Regions from separate parts of the Mus musculus genome. Here region 2 is linked to region 1. A link is a contact called in public HiChIP or PLAC-seq data. All regions are on one chromosome and are shown on one strand. Each heading gives the region's core, a stretch centred on a gene start, on an enhancer-like site or on the middle of the called end of the contact. The rest is flanking DNA. Distances are from core to core; before and after follow the strand shown.

Region 1 (4,346 bases), core at 471-2,970:
GACAGTAGGGAAGAAGCCTAGAACTAACTAACTCTCTCTCTCTCTCTCTCTCTCTCTCTCTCTCTCCCTGGCATATATATTCATACAAATTTATATATGTGCATGTGGCCAGAGGTCAATGTTGGGTATCTTCCACATTTTGTATTTTCAAGACTGGGTACCTCACTGAACCTAGTGTTCACTCAGCACACGCAAGGGATTTGACTCTCTTACTTTCCAGCACTGGGGTTAGACATCAGTCACTACGCATGGATTTTCATATGGGTGCTGAAGATCCAAATTCAGGCCCTCATGCTTGTATGACAAGCACCCTACTGACTGAGTCATCTCTCAAGCCCCAAGGCCAAGAATTATTGAGGAAGTATGGGGTCTAGCTTTGGGGTCTGAAGATCTTAGTTTCAGTCTTTAATGACTCAATTTGCCTAAGTGGGAATTGGAATGTGGGAGGAAGGGAGGGTAAATTATGTAGCATTGTGGGAGAGTTCGTGGCCAAATTCAAAAGGAAACGGTGGTTCCCCAAATCTCTCAAAGCATCCCAATTCTAGTGGCGTGGAACTAGAGGAGGAAGCTCCAGCACTCCCTCCCACCCCCCCACCCCCACCCCCGCGTGGTAGGGAAGGGATGCCGGTGCTTGATTCTGGGGCAGCCTGTCCCAGGCAGAGTTGATGGCGCTGTCCATGGTTCTGAACCTAGGAGCTAATGGCACGTCGGGAAAGGAGACGTTTACCAAGGGAAGGGTGGCAGGACAAGGAGTGGCTCATCCTTCCGCTCTGTCTTGTTAACTCTTGGCCTCACAGGAAGTACCGTGCACTGGCCCCCAAGCCAAGGTGGGAAAAGAGGGAGCCAGATGGAGAGGCTGCGCCCCTTCCCCCCACCGCCACCTTCCCACCCCCATCCCGGGCCCATGAGTCAGCGCTGACTATATCCGCTTAGATGTGAGTCAGCACCAGGCCCGGCTGTGGGAAAGGGGACAAGAAGAGGACCCTCCCCTTTTACTCCTCTTCCGTTCCCTCCCCTTGCGTGTTCCCCTTCTTATAGCCGACCAACTCGAGCAAATGGCCTCTCTAGACTTAAAAGATAAATCCTGCTCTGTCTCTAGCCAGTCCTACAGGGAAGCTGGAGTCGGGTAACAGTGGAGAGGCTCCTGCCACCGGTGGTCGCCCATTCCTCTTTCTCGGCTTCCGATTCTCCATCTCGGGTCTCCACCCCGATGCCTCTGGCTTCTCCCACGGTCCTGTAGTCCCTCTAAATCTCTCAACTCGCGTGCACCCCCGCTCCTCCTCCTGTACCTAGTCTTCCCTGGAGCCCACTTTTCCAGGTCCCGCCTGCGAATCCCGGCTCCACCTCCCAGCCTACGCCCCTTTCCTCACCTCCATCTCCCTTCATCTCACTTCATGTCCTCTCATCTTCCTCACCCTACAAACACCCCCCCCCCCGCCGCCTTCCAACATTTATCCTACCCGAGCTTCTTGCTTTTGCGACGCTTCCCCCCGCCCCCATCAAGTTTTCTCCTGACCGTGGGCACTGATGGCGCTGCAGCCCCCGGGGCGGCCGCTCAGCAACAGCAGGCAGACCAGCAGCCGGAGGCCCCCGGAGCCCCCGGAGCCCCCGGAGCCCCCGGGCCGCCGCGGGCGCCTCATCCTTCCCGGCTCTGAGCTCTCTCTCCGGCCAGAGTCTCGGCGACGTTGGTGGGAGTCAGCCCAGGAGCCTAGGCGGAGTCTGCCACTCCCCACCCACCTCCAAGGCGGGGTCTAGTTGCCCCTCTTGAGGCGACCCGGCCAACTGCAGGCGTGCAATGACGACATCTCCACCCCCGGCTCTTATGCCTATTTGCGTCATACTGGCGTAAGAGCCCCCTCTTAGCCGGGGACCTACTCAACCTAAGCCTCCTCCACCATATAGTAGGTTCCTCCCTAGAATTCCCACTGGGTCCACCCACTCCTGACCTGTATTTTTCAGGTCCACCGCCTCTGTCTCCCTGGCTCAGGTTTGGTGAGAAGGACTCAAGTACTATAGGGAACAGGAAAGATACGTGGGCCAGGGAGTATAAACCGTGATACAAGAAGCTTAAGAGATCAGAACAGGAACTCTTACCATGGTTCCATTATCGCTACTGGCGTCTTCCTGAAAAATCAGAGATGGTTAGGCACTCGCACTGGGATAGCAAGGGATGAGCTAGTTGCTTACTCTTGTCTGAAGAAGCCAAAAAGCACCTGCCCCACAGGGTAGTGGTGAGAATTTATGTAATTAGACACTGCAGCAAGACCTGGACCTGCATATCGCAAACACTCCTACGCATTAACTTCGTTTCCTCTTGCAATCTACTCATCTGACTCTTGAAACGGTTACCTTCTTTAGTATTTGCTTTTCGCTTAGTTGGTACAAAGCAATCATACACAAATGTACACAGTGACAGTCAGTACATGTACACGGATGTATGCAATGTGTAATGACCAGATCCACATACCTGGCGTATCTATTACTTCAGACCTTTATAGTTTCTTTGTGTTGGGAATACTTAGCATCTTCTCTGTCAGCTCATTTGAATTAGCCCAGAAATCGTCGCCGCCTGTAGATATCCTGCTGTGCTTCCGAACATCAGCCTTGCTGCTTGCCCAGCTGCACTTGGTGAGTACTGCCATTTGTTATTAGCTCTGGCTGTCCCTTAGCTTCCTGTCTCAAGCTTATTGACGATCTTATGATTTCTACATAAGGTACACGCCACATCAAACCACCCCTCCCCCCCCCCAGCCTTATCACAGTAATTTCCTCAGTGGCTTTTTAATATTCTTAGTTATCCAGTAAGCTACAGAGTTTTCTAAAGTTCAAATTAATTGCATTATCCTTTTGCTTTCTAGTCGTTGTTTCTTTTTGTTTTGTTTTTAAGACAATATGGGTCAGGTGAGATAGCTCAGCAGGTACACATTCACTATCCGAACCCGATGACCTGAGTTTGATTCTTTGAATCCATATAAAGACAGAAGAGAATCAACTCTATGATGTTGTCTTCTGCTCTCTCTCTCTCTCTCTCTCTCTCTCTCTCACACACACACACACACACACAGAGAGAGAGAGAGGCCTTTATAAAGCGAATTAAAAAACCAAAATGGTTTAGTGAAAAAAAACCACTTATCTAGACTTCACAGTTATTGACATTTGGGGTGTGTTTGCTTCCTTTTAATATTTATGGTAGACATTATGAAATTCCTCATAAATATTTCAATATGCATCTCTAGGAAATAGGAACACTTTTCTACAATAATATCACTTAGAACTCAATTCATATTCAACTGTCTCAAACTATTTCCAAAACGTCTTTTTGGCTATTTGTTCAAATATGAGTCAACCAAGGATCACTGTTGCATTTAATTCTTTTCTTTCTTCTCTCTCTCTCTTCCTCCTCCTCCTCTCCTTTTGTTTTTGTTTGTTTGTTTGTTTGTTTGTTTGTTTGAGGCAGCGTTCTCTGTGTAGCCCTGGATGTCTTGGAACTCTCTCTGTAGACCAGGCTGACCTCAGACTTAGAAATCTTCCTGCTTCTGCCTGATGAGTGCTGGGATTAAAGGCATGCGCCATCACCTCCTGGCTGAATATAATTATGTTATTAATTCTTTTTAACTTAGCATAGATACCCAAAGTCGCCCTTCTTCCATTTCCCGCACTGTCACGAAGAACAGAAAGCAGGTCATTATTTTCTGTGGACTCCTCCTCTTCTCGATCTGTCTCACGGTTGATCTCCCTGCATGGCCCCTCCGTACAACACACATGTTCTTGGCATTCCCCTCTGTAAAGTAGATAGTATACTTGATGCGCCAAATGGGCTGGATCTTTTTAAATGTAAACAGAATATTGCTTTATTCCAGGAGATGCACAATGCCTGGCTATGCTACTACATAGGAATGCTAAAACCGATAACGAGTCTAAAGCTGAGCCAGCCCCATCTTTCCTAGTCTGATGAGCATGAACAAAAAACTCATGGGATCAAACATCCACTTTCCATCTAGATTCATAGTCATCGTCGTCGTTGTCGTCGTCGTCATCCTCCTCCTCCTCCTTCTCCTCCGATCTGTGTATGCTTGGGATGAAACTCAGTAGCTCTGACATGCTAGACAAGTTCTGTACCATTGAGCTACATCTCAAGTCATCAATGGTGATTTGTTTTGTTTTGTTTTTTGTTTGTTTTTGAGACAGGCACATGTTCTCTCTCTCTCTCTCTCTCTCTCTCTCTCTCTCTCTCTCTCTCTTTTAGTTTTTTGAGACAGGGTTTCTATGTATAGCCGTGGCTGTCCTGGAACTCACTTTGTAGACCAGGCTGGTCTCGAACTCAGAAATCTGCCTGCCTCTGCCTC
Region 2 (4,346 bases), core at 754-3,253, 550 kb before region 1:
GATATTAGAACCTGCTTTCCCATCTTTTTGATTTCTACATTTCCTGATTAAATCATCACTGAGCCTCTGCTTGTTTCTTATTGCCTCTGGGACAGGGTCTCATGTAATGTCTGTGGGCCTCAGAACTCACTGTGTGGCTGACGATACCGGGGATTAAGCACAGGACTCCATCATACTAGGGACGTTCTCTTCCACCGAACCATATCCCCAGTCCCTGTGATGCATTTGCATTTGCACGAGTCTTCATTTTCATTAAAAAATAAAATCAGATTTATTCATTTTAATCTTACGTAATTTTTTTTCCTTGCATGTATGTATGTGAACTATGTGCATGTTTGGTTGCCATGGAAATTGGAAGAGGACAGCTGATCCCTGGAGTTATGGATGGTTGTGAACCACCTGTGTCTACCTGTCCATTCAGCATACAGGTGGTGGGACTCAAACCCAAGTCCTCTACAACAGCCACAAGTGCTCTGAGCCACATCTATAGCCCTGTGTTTTTAACTTTATGAAAACTACACTTCTAGCCAGGCATGGTGGGACACACTTTTTTTTTTTAAAAAAGATTTATTGATTGATTGATTGACTTATTATATGTAAGTACACTGCAGCTGTCTTCAGACGCACCAGAAGAGGGCATCAGATCTCATTATGGGTGGCTGTGAGCCACCATGTGGTTGCTGGGACCTTCGGAAGAGCAGTTGGGTGCTCTCACCCACTGAGTCATCTCACCAGCCCGGTGGTACACACTTTTAATTCCAGCACTTAGAGACAGAAGCAGGCAGGTCTCTTGAGTTCCAGCCTGGTCTACAGAACAAGGTCCAGGACAGTTGGAGCTACACAGAGAAACCCTGTCTCAAACCAACCAAACAACCCAACAACAACAAAAGAAAACGAAACTTCCAATATACATAAAACAGTTCATGAAACAACACTTGGTTATTTTTCCCCCTTTGGGGCAAATTTTCTGTCCCATTTTATTCTTTTTGCTTTATTGGAATAGTCTGAAGCCAGGCCATGTAGGTAGGCAGTCCTTTTTAAAAATACAAATTTAAAAACTTATGGTATGTGTATGGGTGTGTTTCCTGCATATTGTCTGTGTGCCACTTGCATGCTTGGTGCACACAGAGGGGTTTCGGAGGCTGTGAACTTCCCCTCTGGAAGAGCAGCCATCTCTTCAGCCCTTCCTCTTTTTAAAAAATTGTTGTTATTAGTTTAGTTTTTTTGTTTTTTGTTTTTTGTTTTTTGTTTTTTGAGACAGAGTTTGATTATCTACCTCTAGCTGACCTGGAACTTGCTATGTAGACCAGGCTGACCTGGGACTCACAGAGTTCACTTGCCTCTGCCTCACAAATGCTGAAATTAGAGGCTTGCGCAACCATAACTGGTTCAAAATCCTTAATGCCTGCACTCTGGAGGTTGGGGCAGGAAGGTGGAGGATTGAGCCCAGCCTGGCCTACACGTCTTCAAACAAAACAAAACGGGAAAAAGAAAACAAAATCAAATCCCCAAATCTGTTCTCAAAAGCAGAAATGATACTCTTAAAAAAAAAAAATCCCTAATACCGCAATTTGTTTTGTTTTTCCTCCTCTCTGGGCCTCACGTGACTGCTGTCCCAGGTCCACAATCAGCTTCAGCCTCTGGGGAACAGCAGCGCGTTCCCGGGCCATCTGGAAAGTGAGGGACACCAGAGATGGCGCTCTGCAGGTCAAGCAAAGGCAAGCCTAGCTGGGTGGGGCCTGAGGGACTTGGAAGTTGACTGCTGTGCTCCATCTCACGACTGAGAGCCAGCGAAGTTCTTGAGAGTCCGTGGATGAGGAGGCTGCTAACTCCAGAGAGCTCCCTAGTTCATCTTGTCCACCTCTGCCTGCCTTCTTAGTAGAGGTCTTGCAGCTGGAGAAGGCGGCGTTTGTGTGTTCAGGACAGATCCTGATTGGAAGGGGTTATGAAAGGATCTGGCTAGTCCTCTATTGGCCCGCCCCGGGACCACCTCTGCCTTTAAAGTCGCCAGGTCGCAAAGCCCGAGTTCTGTCTGCCTCCTTGCCTGGATAGGGCTCATAGTCTCTGGATCTAAACTCTTGGCTTCTCGGGCACGATCCATGGCTGCGTGGAGCCGCACGAGGCTGAGATGGACGCTCCTGGACCCGCGTGTGGTGGGCCGTGGCCTCTGCCCACAAGGGGCCAGAGCCAAGGCCACGATCCCTGCAGCCCTCCAGGCACAGGAGAGTACGGAGGGTCCAGGAACAGGTCAAGACCGGCCGCGCCTGCGGAGTCCGGCGGAGCTTCCGGGGACCGGAACGCTACAATTTTTATTCCAGCTATTTCTACAAGGCTATGTGCTGCACTTGCCCGACCTCCAGGTAACCATCGGACAGAGGCATCGCCACCTGGGTCTGGGCACTGGGACAGAAAAAGAAGCTGGCTATGGGAGAGAAGAGGGATAAACAGTAAATAGAACTTAGCTCGCCACTGTCTGAGGCTCGAGCCATAAACTGGAAGGGCATGCAGGGTGCAGAGAGAATCCTTTGAGCTAAAACAGGCGATGGGTGTCACCGATCAAGAGATCATCATCAATGTGGTGGGCACAAGTTGGGAAAGGAAGAGGTTGCGTTGGGAGAGAATGACTCATGCTAGTGTATACAGTGCCCGGTGTTGGGGGAACCCTGTTACTTCAGAGATGCCATTCCCCTCCTGCTTCTTCCAAAGGAGTTAACTTTGGAAGCTACTTTGCAATCTGTAGGACACATTTGTCCACAGAAGAAAAAAACAAAAAACAAAAAAAGATTGCTTCTCAGGGAGTGAAAGAAAACACATTAGGGAGCAGGCAAAGGAATTTCTGATGTAATTGCACCTCGACACCCTGCCAGACGGAGAGGAGGGTGAGGATGGGGACAGAGAAAGAGAAATCCAGCAGCCAGGAAAGTTTGTCTGTGTAGCTATCCCTGTCAGACTCAGGAGGTACTGAGAGATGATTTAAAATAACAAAGCAAAACAAACCATTCCCTGGGACTGGAGAGAGGGCTCCATGGTTAGGAGGACATCTCTCTTTTCCAGAGGACCTGAGTCAGTCAGCACCCTTGTCAGTCAGTTTACAACCACCCAGGGGAATCTGATGTCTCTGCCCTTCCAGGACCATGCACTCATGAGCACATACCTGCTGACACACACGTGCATAGTTAAAAAGAATACAAATTGTAAGCAAGCAAGCAAGCAAGCAAGCAAGCAAGCAAGCAAGCAAGCAAGCAAGCAGGAAGCCTGGCATGGTGGCGCAACACTTACCTTTAATCCCAGAAATCAGGAGGGAGAGGCATTAGAATCTGTATAAATTACAGGCTAGCCCATGCTACATAGGCTAGCCAGTGCTACATAGTGAGAACAGAAGGGAGGGGGGAGGGAGGAAGGGAGGGAGAGAGGGTAGAGGGAGAGAGGGAGAGAGACGACAGAGATAGAGAGACACACACAAAGAGAGAGGGAATATGAGCTATTTCCTGCAGACCTGATAATCTCTAGGCCAAGAAACAAAGGAGTTGAAAGGTCCTCTAAGTTCTCTAGCTTGATTTCAACCTCTAGAAATTGAGAGGCCTGGGGAATGCCTGATGCCTAGGGTCTAGGGACTGAAGCTTCCTCAGGGGGATTTGCTCAAGATGTAATTCTAGATAGCTTTGTAAGGAGAATGGGGAAGTAAACCCGTGAATATATAGAGTTTTGGCTGTTTGCTAAGACAATGTTTTCCTATATAGTCTAGATTGGCTTTAACTCTTTCCTCCTGCCTCAGCCTCCTGAGTGCTGGGATTCTGTATATAAAGACCATCATGGCCCAGAAGTAGATTTTTTTTTTAATGATTTATTTTATTTCTGTGTGTGTGTGTGTGTGTGTGTGTGTGTGTGTGTGTGTGTGTGTGTGTTTGAGTGTTCGTGTCTGTTTGTATGAAGAGACCAGAGGAGGATCTGTGAGAACTGGAGTTACAGGTAGTTCATGAGTACCAGGAACCAGACTCAGGTCCCATGTAGAGCATCAAGAAAACTTGCCTGCTGCTCCATCCACACAGCCCTGTGAATGGCCTTTTAAACAGGTACAGATGGCGGCAGTGTCAGGACTCTAAACATCTTGATCGTATGAATCTGAGCTGCCCATGAGGAATACATTAATCCTCACTTCCTGTGCTTGGGGCTGCTGTGAGTTAGGAGAGTGTGGCACTTCCTTAAAACAGGGCAACAGCATCACTGCGGAAGACCATGTGTTGCTCTGTATCGTTAGCATTGGCTTGTCGTTTAAACAGTCTTACATGCTGAGGTGGAGAACTCCTATAGTTGAGTCTCCTTTGGTCATGATCTGCTCCCGAATC

The links. HiChIP or PLAC-seq counts read pairs in DNA pulled down with a chosen protein or histone mark.
Region 2: a FOXA1 HiChIP or PLAC-seq map of pancreatic cancer cells shows a contact between it and region 1. The contact joins the promoter of Cyp27a1 here to the promoter of Ptprn in region 1. A contact is called at or near these places in 1 of 39 promoter capture datasets (neutrophils), 1 of 115 datasets of contacts at active chromatin or transcription factors (pancreatic cancer cells) and 1 of 9 other capture datasets (adipose tissue).

What each region holds. Positions count from the first base shown.
Region 1 is chr1:75,262,488-75,266,833 of GRCm38.p6, forward strand. Ptprn (protein tyrosine phosphatase, receptor type, N) reads right to left here and starts at 1,721. Exons shown (of 23, transcript NM_008985.3): 1 at 1,517-1,721. The coding sequence starts at 1,640.
Region 2 is chr1:74,711,532-74,715,877 of GRCm38.p6, forward strand. It overlaps Cyp27a1 (cytochrome P450, family 27, subfamily a, polypeptide 1), which reads left to right and starts at 2,004. Exons shown (of 9, transcript NM_024264.5): 1 at 2,004-2,360. The coding sequence starts at 2,100.